2 separate regions of the Macaca mulatta genome follow, and region 2 is linked to region 1. The links are chromatin contacts, called in public Hi-C maps. All regions are on one chromosome and are shown on one strand. Each heading gives the region's core, a stretch centred on a gene start, on an enhancer-like site or on the middle of the called end of the contact. The rest is flanking DNA. Distances are from core to core; before and after follow the strand shown. Region 1 holds the start of ZNF800 (zinc finger protein 800). Region 2 holds the start of GCC1 (GRIP and coiled-coil domain containing 1).

Region 1 (3,064 bases), core at 199-2,698:
TGCATTAGAATATAAATAACACTACATTTGCTCACAAAACATACTGTTGTTTTTTAATTTTTTTTCTCACACCTGGTCAGCAAACAACTGATATATCTGAAGCAAAGCTTTTTCAGGGTTAGGGCAATTTAGACTTGCATATTCATTTTTAAGCCTATGATAAATATGTTTATTACATAAAAGTAGGAAAAGATCCTCTGAAAATGCAGAAAATATTTTACCTCACATTTTACCAAAGATCTCCAATATAGATATTTTTATGTTTCTTTCAGTCTTTTTTCACTGCATTTTTTGGAGTGACATTGCGCTTTATTATTGTATATCATTTTTCATATTACAGCCTTCTTATTGCATTTCAAAATCAATTTTTCTGCTTATTAGTTTTATATGCTTAATTTACAAATTTTGCAAAGTATACAGAATAAAGAAAATAAAAATCGTTCATAATTGCACCGTTACAGCCCACTGTTAAAGTATCACACTTCAAAATACTTCCTTTGTTGCTTAAGCATATCCCATACAACTAAATTTTATACAAAATGTGATTTTTATTGGTTGCATAACAAACACTATCTCAGAAGTATCATAACTTATTTTACATTAATTTATAAACTGTGGCATTTCATGTTTTAGTTTCACGTTAAGTGATGCCTCTCGACTCTTGGACCGATATATATGATCATACCGCTTATGGGACTGGTTAGTGTGTGTTTAAGATCATCTTTCTATCCTTTTCTTGTCATCCCCTATAATCAAGCTGCTGCAATCCCCGGAGACCTAATGCAAACGCTTCACCTCCTGGACCCAAGCCATCCACCACCGTCCCCCACCCTCTGCCTCAGCCTCTTATGTAGCTGGGACCACAGGCATGCGCCATCCTGCCCGGCTATTTTTTTTTTTTTTTTGGTTGAGAGGGGGTTTTGCCATGTTGCCAGGCTAGTCTTTAACTCCTGGGCTTAAGCGATCCTCCCGCTTTGACCTCCCGAAGTGCTGGGATTACAAGCACCAGCCACTGCGCCTGGTTTTTAAAGTAACAAATGTATTAATTTACAAACTTTCCTTTGGATTTTGAAAACTAAACTTTTTCTCTTCTAAACAAAGTCTATCTACTAAACTTCAGTTTTTCCAGGACCCCGCACAATGGCAGCTTAAGTTGGACCAACTGGAAAGGTTTTCAGTGGATCTTGGGGAGGATCGGAGATAAGGCGAATGGGCTTTATTCTCTTAAAATTTCCTGACAGTGGACACATATTTGCTTGATGTCACCAAGAGCAAGAATTACGTTCCAGGAGCTGGGAGGAAAACGACGGGGGCGGTTCCCTCGCCCCCAAGAAGCGGTCCTCGGTTGGCAGAATTTGACAGATGTCTGGGATCTTCGGGGATTTTCCAAGCAGGATGCGGGCGCAGAAGAGGAGGGAAAGGGCGTGAGCTCACGTGACCCAACTCCACTTTCAGGTTTGAGAAGCGGAGCTGCCGGGATAAATACCCATCTGCTACCAATAGATGCTTTCTCTCCCTTGGGCCTGATAAAACAACCCCCAAGTTCCGGGAGGCACGCTTCGAAAATTGTTGGCAAGAAAAAAGTAAGTTCAACTTTTGCCATTTAGCAATGCACTGACAGCCTTTTGGGGATCATCACTACTTACGGCTCATACATCTGCTCACCGCTTCCTAAGCCCTCTCCTAACCCTCCCCGAGTTTCAGTTCCACTGTACAGAGAACGCCGAGAGCAACAGTTTGGTGGCGGAGCAACCCGTCTCCGTGGGCGCGCACGCCGCACCGCAGACCTCACACCTCACCCTGGGCTTCGGCTCTCGGTCGGCCCGAAACTCCGGCCGCGGCCCTGGTGTCCCCTGCCCCGGTTCCCTCCCCTTGGACACGGCCCTCGCGCCCGCGGACCCGGTCGCCTCCCCATCCGCCGCAGCGGGTACAGCGCGTCGCCTCCCCAACAAGCGGGGGCGCCGACCGGGCGCATGCGCGCGGCGCTCCCGGGCGTGCCGGCCACACTCCCCCCACCCACTCGGTGAGCTTGTCACTTCCTGCCCTCGCCCCATCTCCGTCCGGGGTCAGTCAGTCGCTCCCTGTCGCTGCCGGAGAGTCTCTGCTTCCCCCTTCCTACGCGCTCCGCGGCGGTAGCTCGGGCTCTCCGGAGGAGGGAACGACAGAGAAAAAGAGAGACTGACTTAATAAAGTTTCCTGAAACAACAACTACCACCGAAAAGGCCCAAGGTGGGGGGAGACCCCCATTCTTCCCCGCCCCTCTCCTAAAGCCTGAGGGACCGTTGCAGGTGGAGCGGCGCTGGAAGGACCCGGGCTGCGGCGGCAGCCGTTGCCCCGGCGAGGGGAGCCTCAGGTCCTACCCGCTCCGGTTCCGGCTCCTTCGGTGGCGGCGGCGGCTGCTGCCGGGCGGTTCCTCCTGTCAACTGCCTCCGCCCGCGCGCCACCCGCCTAGCCACACAGCGCGGAGGACGCCGTAAGCCGCCGCCGCAGTCGCCTCGGCCCGCGGAGGGACGTGGTGAGCTGTGGCGCTTCCGCGTCAGCGCCGGCGGGGACTCTTTGGGAACGCGTCGGGCCCGAGTCCCGGTTCCCTCGCGTGGTCAGCGGAGGCTGCGCCAGGTGGGGCCCGCAGCAGCCTCCCACGCCAGGCTGTCCCCGCGGCTGCCCGGCCTGCCTTCCTTCCTTCCGCCCGCCGGCCCGCCCTAGGAGTTGAGTAAGTTGGGCGCACTTGGTTGTGGGAACGGGGTCTCCGCCAGGGAGACCCCAACGCACGTGCGTAGCGGGAGGGCGCGGCGTGAGCCCGCAGTCGGCGGGAGCGGCACCTCCGTAGTCTCAGAGCCCGGCGGTGCCCGCCGCGCTCCGCGCTCCCTCTCCGCGCGCCCGCCCGGGACGGCGAGGCCGCAGCCGCCCGCGCAGCTGGCCAGGCCTTCGCCCTGCGTTGCGCACCCGAAGCTGCGTTTCCGGGTAGGGCGATGAACCTGTGTGGGGAGTTTGGGCTGCAGGAGGGTTTGTGCGTCTTTCTGTTTTCTTTTCGAGAGGGAGGTGCGGGTCCGTGGAGGGAAAACGG
Region 2 (2,925 bases), core at 227-2,726, 190 kb before region 1:
ACGGGGTCTGAACAGACCTCCAGGTCCTGCCCCATCCTGACCTGCAAAGTCTATACCAAGGACAGACTTCGGGAAACAGATAGGAGTGAGTGCATGACTTTCCTTTTTCCTTCAGTCATAGATTTGCATCACTAAGAAGGCTTTTATGAGGCTGAAGAGTACATTTTAGAGAGTTCCAATATAATAACAGAACTAGTGTTCACCAAGTTAGATCAATTCTACATTTAGCTCTTTTATCAGCCTCTTTGTTTCCATCTCTGTTATCACTACCTTCTCTTCCCCCATGACTGAGTCTCCTCAGAGGTCTCCTTGCCCCTTGTTCCCTCCAACATGTCATACAAGTCTTGATGACATCCCACTGTTCAGATTAAAATCCATTTAGGGCCTTACTATAACCCAAGATAAAATTTAAATGCTGTAAGTTGAGCCCCTACCTATTGTGCCAGCCCCTCTGTTGTCATCTCCTTCACATACCCTAAGCTACTGAATGCTTTCTAGGTGAGTCAAACTCTGATACCCTACAGGTCTTTGCATTTTTTGCACCTACCTGGAATGCTAGTTTCCCTGATCTCTGGTTAGGTGGACAATCAGGACTCATTCTTAAAATCCCGAAGTATTATTCCCAAGAGCCTTCTATGCCTCACCTAGACAGGCCTCTTTCCTCTTAACTTTCATGCCACTTTGAATATACTCAGACATACTGGTGTGATAGCAGGACATATTTGTATATCTGGTTCCTCACTAGATTGTGAGCTCCCTGAGGGCAAGGTTGTGTCTCTTAATGGTGTTACCATCTAGCACAGCACGTGATATGTTGAGAATCAGACTGATTAGGATAGAACTCCTAAACTTACTAGCTGTGTGACCTTGGGCATGTTACGTATAACCTTTCTGCCTCATGTTTTCATATCTGTAAAATATTGCTAATGAGTATAGTGCTTACAAGAATTATTGTAAAGACTAAATAGCAAAACTCTTGTGAGCTCCTGGTATATAGCTGGCACTCAGAATAGACATGGCTATAGAGTGCCCTCCATAAATATTTGTTGAATCAACTCGGCAGAACTAAGGAAGGGTACTATTACGCTGTATGCCTACTAGGTACCAAGCACTGTGCTAGAGAGGAGTGCAGTTTTCGTGGTCTAAATGGGAGTCTTAATTGTTGCCTTTTAGGGATATGGGTCCTGAGCTCCCAAATCGTTGGATGTGTGGTTCACCTGGGTGTTTGTTAAGAATGCAGTGCGACGTTGCCCTCTGTCGCTCGCTGATCGTAGCCCGAGGTCAAGCTTGGGCGCCCTCACAAAACCAGTACCACTCTGGTGTCTTCGACTTTGCTGGCTTCACCCTTCCCAAACCTGTTGTTTGCCGCTCGCGGCCCCACTGCACATTCTCAGCGGGCCGATGTGGCCCCGCCTACCTCGCGCCCACTGGGGGCGGAGCCTGCGGCGCATCGCTGACGTCACTTCCAGCGGACACGGAAGCGCCGTTGTCGGCAGATGTAGTTAGGAAGTCGTGATGGGTCAGCGTAAGCCTCTGGCCGACGTGGGCCGAGGGGGCCGGCCCGGGCTGTTGTGACCCAGACGAGCGGAGAGTGCGGAGCGGCATTTCGGCCAGCGCTGACGAGCCCTGGCAGTGCGCGCGCCTCTGGTGCCAGTGTCGCTCCGCCTCCGGGATAGAATCCGCCCCAGCCCTCTGGGCCTGGGACCCGGCGGCCGCTTTCTCCAGTCCTTCCCGCCGATCCGCATTAGGTCCGGGATAACTGGGTGGAGTAGGTGTGCGGCCCGCCGCCGGAGAGCCCGCTAGCTGTTTCTTTAAGCCCACCCCTGCGTCTTCGCGGCCCTCTCCCGTTCTGCCGGAAAGCTGACGTGGGGCAATCCGTTCAGAACCTCCATGGAGAAGTTTGGGATGAATTTCGGAGGCGGCCCGAGCAAGAAAGACTTGCTGGAGACTATAGAGACGCAGAAGAAGCAGCTTCTCCAGTATCAGGCACGGCTCAAGGATGTGGTCCGTGCCTATAAAAGCCTACTGAAGGAGAAAGAGGCGCTAGAGGCCAGCATCAAGGTGCTGTCGGTATCCCACGAGGCAGATGTGGGCCTCGTAGGTGTCCAGCTTCCAGGCCTCACATTTCCTGACTCTGTGGATGACCGGTGCTCCACTCACAGCGAGGATAGCACTGGGACCGCCACTAGCTTGGATACTGCGGCCAGTCTCACCAGCACCAAGGGTGAGTTTGGGGTAGAAGATGACAGACCGGCCCGGGGACCACCACCTCCAAAGTCCGAAGAGGCCAGTGGGTCCGAAAGTGGCGTTAGCAGTAGCAGTGGGGATGGGCCATTTGCAGTTGGGGAGGTGGACAAAAGACTGCACCAACTGAAGACTCAGTTGGCTACTTTGACTAGTTCTTTGGCCACAGTCACTCAGGAGAAGTCCCGCATGGAGGCTTCTTACGTGGCTGACAAGAAGAAGATGAAACAGGACTTAGAGGATGCCAGTAACAAGGCGGAGGAGGAGAGGGCCCGCCTGGAGGGAGAATTGAAGGGGCTGCAGGAGCAAATAGCAGAAACCAAAGCCCGACTTATCACACAGCAGCATGATCGGGCCCAAGAGCAGAGTGACCATGCCTTGATGCTGCGTGAGCTCCAGAAGCTGCTGCAGGAGGAGAGGACCCAGCGCCAGGACTTGGAGCTTAGGTTAGAAGAGACCCGAGAAGCCCTGGCAGGACGAGCATATGCAGCTGAACAGATGGAAGGATTTGAACTGCAGACCAAGCAGCTGACCCGTGAGGTGGAGGAGCTGAAAAGTGAACTGCAGGTCATTCGAGATGAGAAGAATCAGCCAGACCCCCGGCTGCAAGAACTTCAGGAAGAGGCTGCCCGCCTTAAGAGCCATTTCCAGGCTCAGTTACAGCAGGAAATGAGAAAGGTA

What was found. A called contact is a pair of places that touch in the nucleus more often than the background predicts.
Region 2: a contact with region 1 is called in a Hi-C map of fetal cortex germinal zone, with 3 times the contacts expected there. The contact joins the promoter of GCC1 here to the promoter of ZNF800 in region 1. A contact is called at or near these places in 3 of 14 Hi-C or Micro-C datasets (blood, cortical neurons and fetal cortex germinal zone).

What each region holds. Positions count from the first base shown.
Region 1 is chr3:167,240,682-167,243,745 of T2T-MMU8v2.0, reverse strand. ZNF800 (zinc finger protein 800) reads left to right here and starts at 1,448. Exons shown (of 6, transcript XM_015134845.3): 1 at 1,448-1,583.
Region 2 is chr3:167,435,564-167,438,488 of T2T-MMU8v2.0, reverse strand. GCC1 (GRIP and coiled-coil domain containing 1) reads left to right here and starts at 1,476. Exons shown (of 2, transcript NM_001265763.1): 1 at 1,476-2,922. The coding sequence starts at 1,891.